3 separate regions of the Mus musculus genome follow, and all the other regions are linked to region 2. Evidence: chromatin contacts called from public Hi-C and promoter capture Hi-C data. All regions are on one chromosome and are shown on one strand. The core of a region is the stretch at or near the end of the contact, and the rest is flanking DNA. Distances in the headings are between cores, read along the strand shown.

Region 1 (3,710 bases), core at 32-2,531, 2.0 Mb before region 2:
TCGGATCCCCTCTGCCTGGATCAGGCAAAAACCCACAGGTCGGCTGCTGCCCATATCTGGAGACCAGAAGCCTGACAAGTTAACGACACTTGCTCTCCTCAGACAAAAAGGATGCAAGGTGAGCTCGGTACAGAACCAGAGAACAGTGAGTCACAGCCAGAGTTGCCACCCCGTGCACTTTATTGAATCCACTGTGGACAGATAGGTGAAGGTAACATTTGCATACGCGTAGGGTAAAGGGTCGAGGCTTGAGCCTGGGGGCGGGGCAGGGGCGGGGCAGATGTGGACCGTGGAGCACAGGGCAGCTAGAATCCAGAATGGGGTGTTCTTTGTGCAAAAGACTGAAAGACTACCACAGAGGTGGTAGAGAAAATAATGATGCAGATAATGACCATAAGGATGCTGAAGATCAGGGAGCTGATATTCAGGCACTTGGCAGTGGAGGCGTAGGCCTGGGCTCCAACCACATCGCCCACCATCTTCCTGTCCCTAGACTGAAGGAAATTAGATGTAAGGAGCCCTGGAGCTGGCCAGCTGAGAGCCAGGTGCTCTGGCTCCATTTCCCCAACTGCTCCCTGCCCACTGTCTCACTCCCTCCAGCCGGGAAACCCTCCCCTCTTTTCACACACACACAAACACAAACTATACAGTAAGCTCCAGCATTCGCTGCATACCTCACTTTCCACACAGATTAGGGCCCCAGTCTAAAGGGTGAAGGGGTGGGGAAAGTCTGGCCCCAGAATCCCCAGGCAGTTTCATCCTGTGACTATCAGAAAGTCTCCAACACCAGAGACAGACAGTGCGCGCGCGCGCGCGCGCGCACGCACGCACGCACACACACACACACACACACAAATAGGAAGGGTGCACACACACTTTCTTACAGAAAGGACCCCACACTCACACCTCGGTGCTATCTGAGTAGATGGCGCTTCAGGCTCACACACACCTTCTTACACCATTCCCTCCCACCCCCTCTAGCACACTCACCTTCACAGAGTAGGCATAGGCAACGAAGCCCAGGCAGCAGGCGTTGAAGAAGAGTGTATTGAACAGGGACCAGACCACATGGTCAGGCACCGACACCTCTCTGGGCATGTTGATCACGGTGGTCCTCACAACAGCTGAGTTGCTGGGTTCCCCCAGCTCAGTCACCCCGTACTCCTCTTTGATTGTCTCATAGCTTGGAGGAAGCCCGGCATTGGTGGACAAGAAGGCTTGAGAATTGTGGCTCATGGTACTGACTCTGGAACAATCGCCCCGTCTGGAGGATGGCTGCTGCTATCCTGGTTCTGTAGACCCGCCCTTTCTCTAGCAATTTCCTTTTCCTGTTGGTGGGTTAGTCTCCAGAGGGCCTTACTGTGGGGAATTGGCTGGATACTGAAGTGGGCGGTACTTAGGCCTTGAGTATCAAATTACTTCAGGACTAGTTGACTGTTGAGGTACCTCTGTATAAACTTCCAGGGATCTAGACTTGTCCCAGGGCTAAAACTTGTCTGAAGGTCTCCACCTCCTGCTTACAGTAGGCATACTAGAACTTCTCCCCAGATCTAGTCTCCCCAGCCCCCTGCTCTCACACCCCTGGTACATCCCTAAACCTGGCCTCACAGTGAGGGCCTCCTCTAAAAAACCCCAAGCACACACACCCCTAAACTAATCTGTTGCAGGTGGGGGCTGGGGAGATCTGCAACTCAATGTTTCTTTGGCTGTCAGTTGGGGAAGGAGGAGCCTTCCAGCACAGGGCCTGGATGCTCCTGGCTAGCTAGGGAAGGAAAATTCCAGTCACTTGGCTGCAGCCGGGGAGCTTATGGAAGGCAGATGTTTTCCTACCAGTTGCGAAACAGCCATTGCTAAAATGAAGCCTGTAGGAGTACGGCTACACAGGGAACTCCGAGTCTTTCCCGGCAGAAGCAGTGAGGGAACTGAGCGTCCTAGAAACAAGGGAAGTTCCCTGGTGGTGAAGGACACAAATCGTTTGACACTTGAACCCATTCAGTAACCTCACACCCCCACCCCCAGCACCCAAATTTCATCCCACAGGGCAGAATGGAGCAAGGAGGAGATCAGTGAGTCTAACTACAGAGCCCTTGTTCGCCTCTACTTGTACAACCATCACCATCGATCAGAGCCTCAAAAGCTGGAGCAGGTCACATGTCTGTAATCCCAGCACTTGGGAAAGGTCAGCAGGAGAATCAGTTCAAGGTCCAGCCTGGGCTACATGACAGCTTGTCTTAAATAAATGAATAAAAAGTAGTAAGTAAAAATTTTAAAAAAATGAACGAAAGGGGAACTCAACATTTCTTCTAGAAGAGGCACAATGGGTAACAGGCTCCACATTCTTGCTCATTAGCAAAATGCAGATCAAAGCCCCAGCAGCACACTGCTCATACCCATTAGGAAGCACTGTAGTTTAGAAGCAAAGAAACCACACCACTGATGCTGCAGGCTTTGCAGGCAGTGGGCAGATCGAAGCTACAACCCAGAATCCCACTTCTCGTGTGTAAGAGAATGAACACATGTCTATACGTATCCTGTATGCCTGTATCTCATGTCTACAGCAGCATTCGTAACGACAGGCAACAGACAGAGGTTAGATGTCTATCAACTGGCAAATGAAAAAGGAAAGCTCTGATATATGCTAAACCTGAATAAGCCTTATGAACAGCTCTCAGGTCAGAAGTAGGTGAGCAGCCTCCAGGGGCTAAAGGGAAAGAGGGTGGGGTAAGGTGTCTTTGTTATTGTTTGGTTTGGTGGTGGTGTGGGGGTTGTTCTTGGTTTTGTGTGTGTGTGTGTGTGTGTGTGTGTGTGTGTGTGTGTGTGTGTGTGTGTGTGTGTGTGTGTGAGAGAGATGAAAATCATTTTAGGGGAAAAGTCAGAGGTGGTAAGGTGTGGCTCTTTTTCCTAGTGAGCCCTGTGCATGTCCTCTCTGTCTCATCTCTGAGTGAATCTCACTTTTGAATGAAAGTGCCCCATAGGCTCACATGTTTGGATGCTTGGTCTCCAGTTAGGAGAACTGTTTGGGAAGGATCGGGAGGTGTAGCCTTGTTGGAGAAGGTGTGTCCCTGGGGATGGGCTTTGAGGTTTCAAAAGCTTATGTCAGGCCCAATCTCCTCTCTCTCTCTCTCTCTCTCTCTCTCTCTCTCTCTCTCTCTCTCTCTCTCTCTCTCTCTCTGTCACTCTCTGTCTGTGTCTCTCTCTCTCTCCCCCTGCTTTCCAGCTATAGCTTCAATACCATGTCTGCCTTCTTTCTGCCATGATGATCATGGGCTAACTCTCTACGACTGTAAGCAAACTTCTAATTAAATGTTTTCTTTTATGAGAGTTGCCTTGGTCATGGTGTCTTCACAGCAATAGAACAGTAACTAAGACACTGATCTTTCCCAAATCCAATCCAAATAGGCTAATTTAGCTAGGATCTCTTCCACCTTCATTAAAGAACTCAAAAGTCTCACTGTGGCATTGACCTAACCTAGAAAAGTCTCATATCTGAGCTTTAGCACCATTCATGAACTAACGAGTCTCACCCTCAGAATGCTGTTATAGCCAGGCTAACTTCCATGGCAGGACTGGATGGGGAGCTTTGCAGATTGTGTCAAGACGCTTACAGGAAAGAGTAGGGGAACGACCTACTGGTGACTCTATGGTTTGGTGTACTATAGAGATAGTACCTCTAACAGTGAAGTAATCCTATAGGAGGGATAAAACACCCC
Region 2 (3,641 bases), core at 1,029-3,528:
CTTGGAGTCTTCCCTGAGTGATATAGTGGTCACCCCTCACCTACCCTACAGGCTGAGAACTAAGACTCTGGGAAATGCAGGCTGCAGAGGAGACACCTGGAGTGCTGGAAGAGCCCCTTAGGAAGAAGGAGAAAAGAGGGGACTACAGCAGGAGGCTCCAATGTCAGTCTTCCTGAATGGGTGGCCACTTGACAATCTTCCCAGCAGCAACATTGACAGCCCAGAACACAGCCCTATTTCACTGGCTTCTAGAAGGCCCAGGGATCACTTCCACAGTTACCTCTTTTTCCTACCAAGATGCCCCCTGACTAGGAGAACCCTACATTACAGGGTGTGAAAAGAGGGCCATGCATCCTTTTCTGGGTACCCAGAAACAGCCTCAGATATCTGGACAGGCTTAGACATAACCAGGTTTTAAGGTGAACACTCATGTTATACTCTCCAAAGCCCACTTAGCATGGCCTGCATATATTTGAATTTGCAGTACTGCCCATTCCGTGGCTTACATCATCCTGTGTGTTATTGCAGACGCACATTTTGACAGAGAGCCTATGGGAGTGGGGCACCGACCCTCTTGGGGGGGCTCCAGTTCTTGAAGTAAGCAAACACTTGCTCCTTTTCAAAAAGTGGCTGACAGAGTTTCAGATGGCTCTTTCTTATCGTGTATTGATTTATGTATGTGTTCCTGGGGCAGGGTGTAGGTGGAGGCACGTGGAAGCCAGAGGTCAACCTCAGGTGTCACTGGCTGGCTGGCCAGTGAGTCCGGGCAGCATCGTCCTGCCTCAGCCTCCATGGCACTGGGATTACAAGCATGCGCTGCCATGCCTGACTTCTTTAACATGGGTTCTGGGGTATCCGACCTCAGGTCCTCATGCTTGCACTGCAAACACTTCAACTGAGCCCTGTCCCCAGCCTGTGTATTTTGAGGTGGGGGTCTCACTGAGTGTGTTAGGTTAGCCTCTGACTTGCTAATACCTTCCTGCCTCAGCCTCCCAGGTGCTGGCTGTGGGAAGCATGCTCTGCTTTTGTTTTTCAATCAAATATGGCTAGTTCACCGAAGGTCAATACAAACAGACTTCCTCCATCTTGAAACGCCTATGCCTGTTTGCCCAACCCCTGGACATTTCCTGAGATTTGACTCTATCACACCCTTCCCCTCTGTGCCAGTTATGAATTGGTTAATGCCATCAGGTCGGTCATGAGACACATTTGCCACTTGCAGAAGTCCTGTTTGGGGATTAGTCCCAGGAGGACTTTGGGACATGAGGTCTAACCAAACACTAAAGGTTTTTACGTAGCTGGACAGTTACAGGTTAGTACACCCTTACAACCAATGCCATGCCTTATAACCATAGGTCCTTCTCTTTCTGCTCCCCTCAAGACTCCACCCCTCCCCATGCTGCAGTGTAGCCCAGCCTACCCAAAGGGAGGCCTCATGCCTACAAAAATCCAGTTATCTTGGGCCAGGCCAGAGCAACAGCTGGTATAGAAACTGCCCCCCTTCCGGCCTGCCCTTCTTCCTTCCCCCAACACAGCCACTAGGTTACAAGGGTTGCTGACAGATAGGAGGACACAATGATACCTACTGTGTCTGCTGTGGTCTGAGGTCCCCACCCACTGGGGAACCACAGAAGGGAGGAGAGTAAAGAGGAAGGGAGGAGAGGGGAGGTGAAGGGAGGGGAGAAGAGAGGAGAGGAGACGAGGGCAGAGAGGAGAGGAGCTGAGCACCATGGGGCACTGGAATCGAATCAAGATTGCCAAATGCCAGATACTGATCACCAACTTCCTAGTCTTGGTAACATGCATGTGGGGCAGGAGTGGATGGGTGGGCAGGCAGGAGAGGAAATAGTTCACCATGCCCGGGCTTCCAGCACTGTGGTCTTCCCTCCTGCCACACCACAGTCCCTCAGACTGGTTCTGGGTCCCTGGTGGCCACCTTTAGAGGACTGTGAACATCTGTACCTGATGTCCTTGTAGGCAAGGGTCAGTGAAGAGCCTGGGAAAACCTAGGTTGGCTGGTGACTTAAGAGTGTGCAAGGACTACCCGGAAGGGGTGCTGCTTGGGACCCAGAGACTGGGACTGCCAGGTCAGGGACTGCAGACGAGTCTCTGCAGACAGTTTGATATGAGCTCCTGGGTCTTCAGATGGGAGGACACAGCGATACCTACTGTGTCTGCTGTGGTCTGAGGTCCCCACTCACTGGTGAACCACAGAAGGGAGGAGAGTAAAGAGGAAGGGAGGAGAGAGGAAGTGAAGGGAGGGGAGAGGAGAGGAGAGGAGAGGAGCTGAGCACCATGGGGCACTGGCTAGTGTGTTTTCTACTTATCTCTGTGTGTAGTACACTATCTGTGAGTGCCTGCCCACAGAAATATGTAGGCCTCCTGTAGCTGCCTTGTTCCTGTGCACCAAGGAAGCTGGAGGGAGCCAGGCTGGGGGCCTAAGAAGCCCAGACCCTATATTCTGTCAGGGTGAGGGGCCTCTGCAACTCCCCAGCGCTGACAGTGAGCCCACTTCACCCTCAGCTGCTGGGCCTCTCTATGGCCACCATGGTGGTTGTCATTCACTTTGGAGACCACTTTACTGTGATTGGCCATGCATCGTTGGAGAGGAACCCCTATGAAACACTGCGCTATTGGGGTAAGTGAGACCAGAAATGGCTGTGGAGTGGAAGTGAGAGGGCTCCAGGGCCAAACACATCTGGGAGGAACAGACCTTACTCCCCAGCCCTAGGCTGCCCAGAGGAGCTGGCTTTGGCCAAAAACCAGAGGTCAGGAGTAGGGAGAGGCAGCCCCAGTGTCTGGGTTGGACTAACAAAGGTGGGGAGGTTTAGGCGACAGCAGGCACTCCTGCCTTGATTCGCCTGCCCCATAGCAGTGGTGAAGCTGTGGCAGGGCCCAGATCTATGTGTTCAGGGCAGGGATCTCCTGGGGCCCACTCAGGTGGGCCTGTGGGGCTTGGCAGGGAATACCATATACAGAGGGCAGAAAATGTGCAGCTAGGACCCAACCTGCCAGGGTGCCTCACTTCCACAAGAACAAGGCCACTTTAATAAGAGGAATGCAAGGAATCTAGGAAGGTCACCACCCAGTAGGAAAAAGTGGAAAACTGAGGCCCCTGAATGGGGGATGGGTAGCCCCAGTCCCTGCCTTCCAAGGCACTAGGCCTCCCTTAGGCAGGAAGCCTGGGGCCTGGGCCTGCACTGATAAGGTACAGCCTACACTGTCACCTGTCACTAGAGTATGGGGATGTCCTTAAAGATAGTCTGTGAGGCAGGGAGGACAGGAGGAATGGGGGAAAGAGTACTGTCTCTTAGCTACCTTCTCTTCCCCCTTCCTTCTCAGCCTCAGGAGGACAGGCTATTGGGCTATGGACATTCCTTCTTTTGAGCCAGAGATATGTGCCTTTTGGGACCTCCCCGAAGGTCAGTTCTAGCTCTGTGACTCCCAAAGTAGATAGATTTCAGATCCAACCTCTATGCCCAGTCCCCAGGCTAGATTCCATACCCTCTGTCTTTCTCTTCCCACAGCCTTCTATGTGGGGATCAGCCTAGCGGGGCTCCTGAGCCTGGGAGCTGCTCTGAGCACCATAGCCACTGTGAGGGAGGCCCATGGCCTCATGGCTGCGGTAAGTTCCATGTGCT
Region 3 (3,709 bases), core at 467-2,966, 2.1 Mb before region 2:
AGCACTGTGCTCGTGGAAACCTAACTCCGATGGACAGGGACAGGTAGTTGAGAATCACCCCCCTAAGTGTGACTAGCACCGATCTGAAGCATAAAAACCACCCACCCAGCCTCGATGTGACCCACCTAAGGGGAAGGCCAGCAGCACCAGCAAACAAGTGCGACCAGACTCTGAAAGACAGACGGCTGTGTCCTACCGACCACTGCATAGTCATCGTTGTGGGCGAAGCATCAGTATCACAACTGTCACACTGAACACAGGCACGGGGGCGGGGAATGTGTGTGAACCGAGGCACTCAGGCCCCTCATTAGTAAAACCCTGCTTGGACCCTCTGCTTCCAGCTCTTGGCATCAACCACACACAAAACTGATGGCATGCCGGCTTGGGTTCCAAGGCAGCGCCAGGCGAAATCCGGCCCTGTTTTTCCAGGGATACGTAAGCGCCACCCCACGCAGGTCCTTCCACCGAGAAACGAGCGATGTCTCCAGCTCCAGACTTAGACTTCCCCTCCTACCTCTACTGCCTTTCAAGTGCTCTCACCTCGAGTCCAATCTGCCATCGCGCCCTCCAGGGTCCCACTCAGGGAATTCGCAGCACAGCAACGGACGTGGCACCAGTACCCGGGTCTTCCGGTTCCGCCTCCGGGCTAATAACTTCCGGGAGAAGGTTCTGAAGCGGAAGAAACAGACCTGGAGTGCTTCTCGGGAATGTAAATAAGGGAAGGGCGGGCCACCAGCATTCGGACCCACGGATTGGTCAGCAATATTAGTCCTGCGCTGTGGGTGTTACTCGGAGCAGGTGTTCAGACCCAAATTTGGAGCAGAGGCTAGGAACCAGCTCAGTAAATCAGTCGGATGCCTCTGGCGCTGCTAAATCCAACTGGATGGGGAGGACAGGCAGACCCGAAAGAGACTGGTGAAGGAGACGGCCGGGGCCTGCCACTGAGTAGGGGCAGAGCCGGTTAGCACGGCGGGTGACATCATCCACTGGAGCACTGTTTGTATGTGTCACTGTGGGGCACCGACTCAGCTAAGTGGCGTGCGGACCTGGCTCCCCGCTACACAGCGCTCCTACGCTTCTAACCTCAGACACGCCTCGGCTGGCCGCCCCTCCGTTGCTCCTCTCGCGGGAGTGGCTTTTCCACGGGTGTTCTTCACTTCCTTCTCTGCAATTTTCTTGAGAATAACCGTATTACTTTGGTGGCTATTCTTTTTAGATAGGTCTGCTAGTTTCTGCCTCTCGAGTGCTGGGATTTAAGAAGGCGTGCGTCACTATGCCCGGCTAACCACGTGCATTATTTTGACCATCCAAGTCGTTGTACTTCTCTTTCCCTATTCCCTATGGAAGATGAGCTCCAAGGCCTGGATCGCGAGAATCGTCTTCCCCAACTGATTAAGCGGCCAGGAGCCGGCGCTCCCTTTTTTATCACAGTACGGGGACAAGAGCGTAAAGAGGACGGTCCACGCGCGGGCCAAGCCACACCCCACTCCCCACCCTCCCATCCCACCCCACCCCCCGCCTGCCAGGAACTCGGGCTAGAGAGGAGGGCTCAAAAGGAGGACACTGCCTGGCTGGTTAGCTAGCATCGCCGCTCCAAGACTAGCCGCTCAGCGACCACAGCCGGGTTGCTCCACCTTAAGTCGGAGGCGCCTGTACACACCCTTGGGTTCGGCTGCTCTCCCAGCATCCCTCACGCGTGGACGCCGGGCTTCCGGACCTGGGCGGAGCCCCGGGGTTTGGCCGATTGCGTCTTCCCAGCCCAAGCCTTCCAGCACCCGGTGCCAGGGGCCATGGAGCCCCGGGCAGTTGCGGATGCCTTGGAGACCGGAGAGGAAGATGCGGTGACAGAAGCTCTGCGGTCGTTCAACCGGGAGGTGAGAGGCATCCGGCTGCCGAGGAAATTTCAGGAAGAGAGGAAGCAGGGGTGTGCGCGCAACTCGGCTGGGGTGTGCGTGCGAGTGGTGGCAGGGAGCACGGCGGTGGGTGGTGGGCTGGTCCCTCGGGTGGCTCTGTGGTGGCGTGTGGTGGGGCAGGTGTATGGGAGGCTAGGGTGGGCCTTGCCTTAAGGTTCAGAGCGATGGATGCTGCTTCAGAGGTCTGCTCTGACTCGAGGAGCACGGGTCCTACCTGCATGTGGATCTGAGCCTCCTGGGTCTCCCTGCAGCATTCTCAGAGCTTCACCTTCGATGATGCCCAGCAGGAGGACAGGAAGGTAGGTGTCAGCCCCAAGGGCTCCTAGGGCAGGCACGGGCTGACCCCAAGAAGAGGGCCTAGTGGAACCACTTTTGTTCGACCCCACAGAGACTCGCAAAGCTACTGGTCTCCGTCCTGGAGCAGGGCTTGTCACCAAAGCACCGTGTCACCTGGCTGCAGACTATCCGAATCCTATCCCGAGACCGCAGCTGCCTGGACTCATTTGCCAGCCGCCAGAGCTTACATGCACTAGCCTGCTATGCTGACATTACCGTCTCAGAGGAACCCATCCCACAGTCCCCAGACATGGATGTCCTCCTCGAGTCTCTCAAATGCCTGTGTAATCTTGTGCTCAGCAGTCCAACAGCACAGATGCTAGCAGCAGAGGCTCGCCTGGTGGTGAGGCTAGCGGAGCGTGTGGGACTGTACCGCAAGAGGAGCTATCCCCACGAAGTCCAGTTCTTTGACTTGAGGCTCCTTTTCCTGCTAACAGCCCTTCGCACGGATGTGCGCCAGCAACTGTTTCAGGAGCTGCACGGTGTACGCCTGCTGACTGATGCGCTGGAACTAACACTGGGCGTGGCCCCCAAAGAAAACCCTCCGGTGATGCTTCCAGCCCAAGAGACGGAGAGGGCCATGGAGATCCTCAAAGTGCTCTTTAATATCACCTTTGACTCTGTCAAGAGGGAAGTTGATGAGGTAGGTTGGAAGTCTTGGCTGAGACTCAGTTCGGGTGGGACAGTTTGCTTCCCTTTGTACCTCAGCTTGCAGGGTATCAGATATGGCGAGGACTAGAGGATGGTGTAGGCGGGAACTCAGGGAAGGTGCCTGAGCCGCACTGTGCATGGGGTTGCAGGTGGGTATTCTCCACAGTGCTTCAGGTGGCCAAAAGCACCACATGTGCTGTGCACAGCGTCTAGGGATCAACTCCATGTGGCCACAAGAACAGGGGTTCGATCTCACAGGAGCCCCTTTCTGTCTTTGGTTAGGAAGATGCTGCCCTTTACCGGTACCTGGGGACTCTTCTGCGGCACTGCGTGATGGTTGAAGCTGCTGGGGACCGCACAGAGGAGTTCCACGGGTGAGGGGTAGGGCTCACAATGTTGGGGACGGCAAGAGTTCCTAGGTATGGGTACAGAAGTCCTTAACCCTAGTTGTGAATCAGAAGCACTTGGGGGCCCAGGCCCCACCTTTGACTTCATCAGGGGAATGGGGCACCAGTGTTGTTTCCAGAGAGCCTAGGTAACTCAGGTATGGCTAAGAGAAGAGCTATGAACTTAGAGACAGGGCCTTAGGCGGAGGCAGTATGGTCTCTTGCTGGTGCCTCTGCTCATCTCAGGTTCGAGAGATTGTTTGGCATCTCAGCTCAGACATAATGGCCCAGATAGCGTCTGCAGAATCTCCCCACCAAATTTGAGTTGGGGTACCACCTGCCCTTGCCTATAGTCTATTGCTTTCAGTGCAACCCTTCGAGCCCATCCATGTGTACCCCAGGAGAAGGGCCAGGGAGTGTATC

What was found. Promoter capture Hi-C pulls out the DNA fragments that hold promoters and counts their contacts. A called contact is a pair of places that touch in the nucleus more often than the background predicts.
Region 1: a Hi-C map of B cells shows a contact between it and region 2, with 5 read pairs. The contact joins the promoter of Ifitm2 here to the promoter of Tspan32 in region 2.
Region 3: a promoter capture Hi-C map of erythroid cells shows a contact between it and region 2, with 12 times the contacts expected there. The contact joins the promoter of Ric8a here to the promoter of Tspan32 in region 2. A contact is called at or near these places in 1 of 39 promoter capture datasets (erythroid cells), 1 of 484 Hi-C or Micro-C datasets (B cells) and 1 of 9 other capture datasets (liver).

What each region holds. Positions count from the first base shown.
Region 1 is chr7:140,954,680-140,958,389 of GRCm38.p6, forward strand. It overlaps Ifitm2 (interferon induced transmembrane protein 2), which reads right to left and starts at 1,282. Exons shown (of 2, transcript NM_030694.1): 1 at 991-1,282; 2 at 160-494. The coding sequence starts at 1,236. The coding sequence ends at 306.
Region 2 is chr7:143,003,381-143,007,021 of GRCm38.p6, forward strand. Tspan32 (tetraspanin 32) reads left to right here and starts at 2,279. Exons shown (of 8, transcript NM_020286.3): 1 at 2,279-2,638; 2 at 3,528-3,625. The coding sequence starts at 2,539.
Region 3 is chr7:140,855,681-140,859,389 of GRCm38.p6, forward strand. Ric8a (RIC8 guanine nucleotide exchange factor A) reads left to right here and starts at 1,717. Exons shown (of 10, transcript NM_053194.4): 1 at 1,717-1,874; 2 at 2,165-2,212; 3 at 2,302-2,892; 4 at 3,183-3,274. The coding sequence starts at 1,791. Bet1l (Bet1 golgi vesicular membrane trafficking protein like) reads right to left here and starts at 703. Exons shown (of 4, transcript NM_018742.5): 1 at 541-703. The coding sequence starts at 559.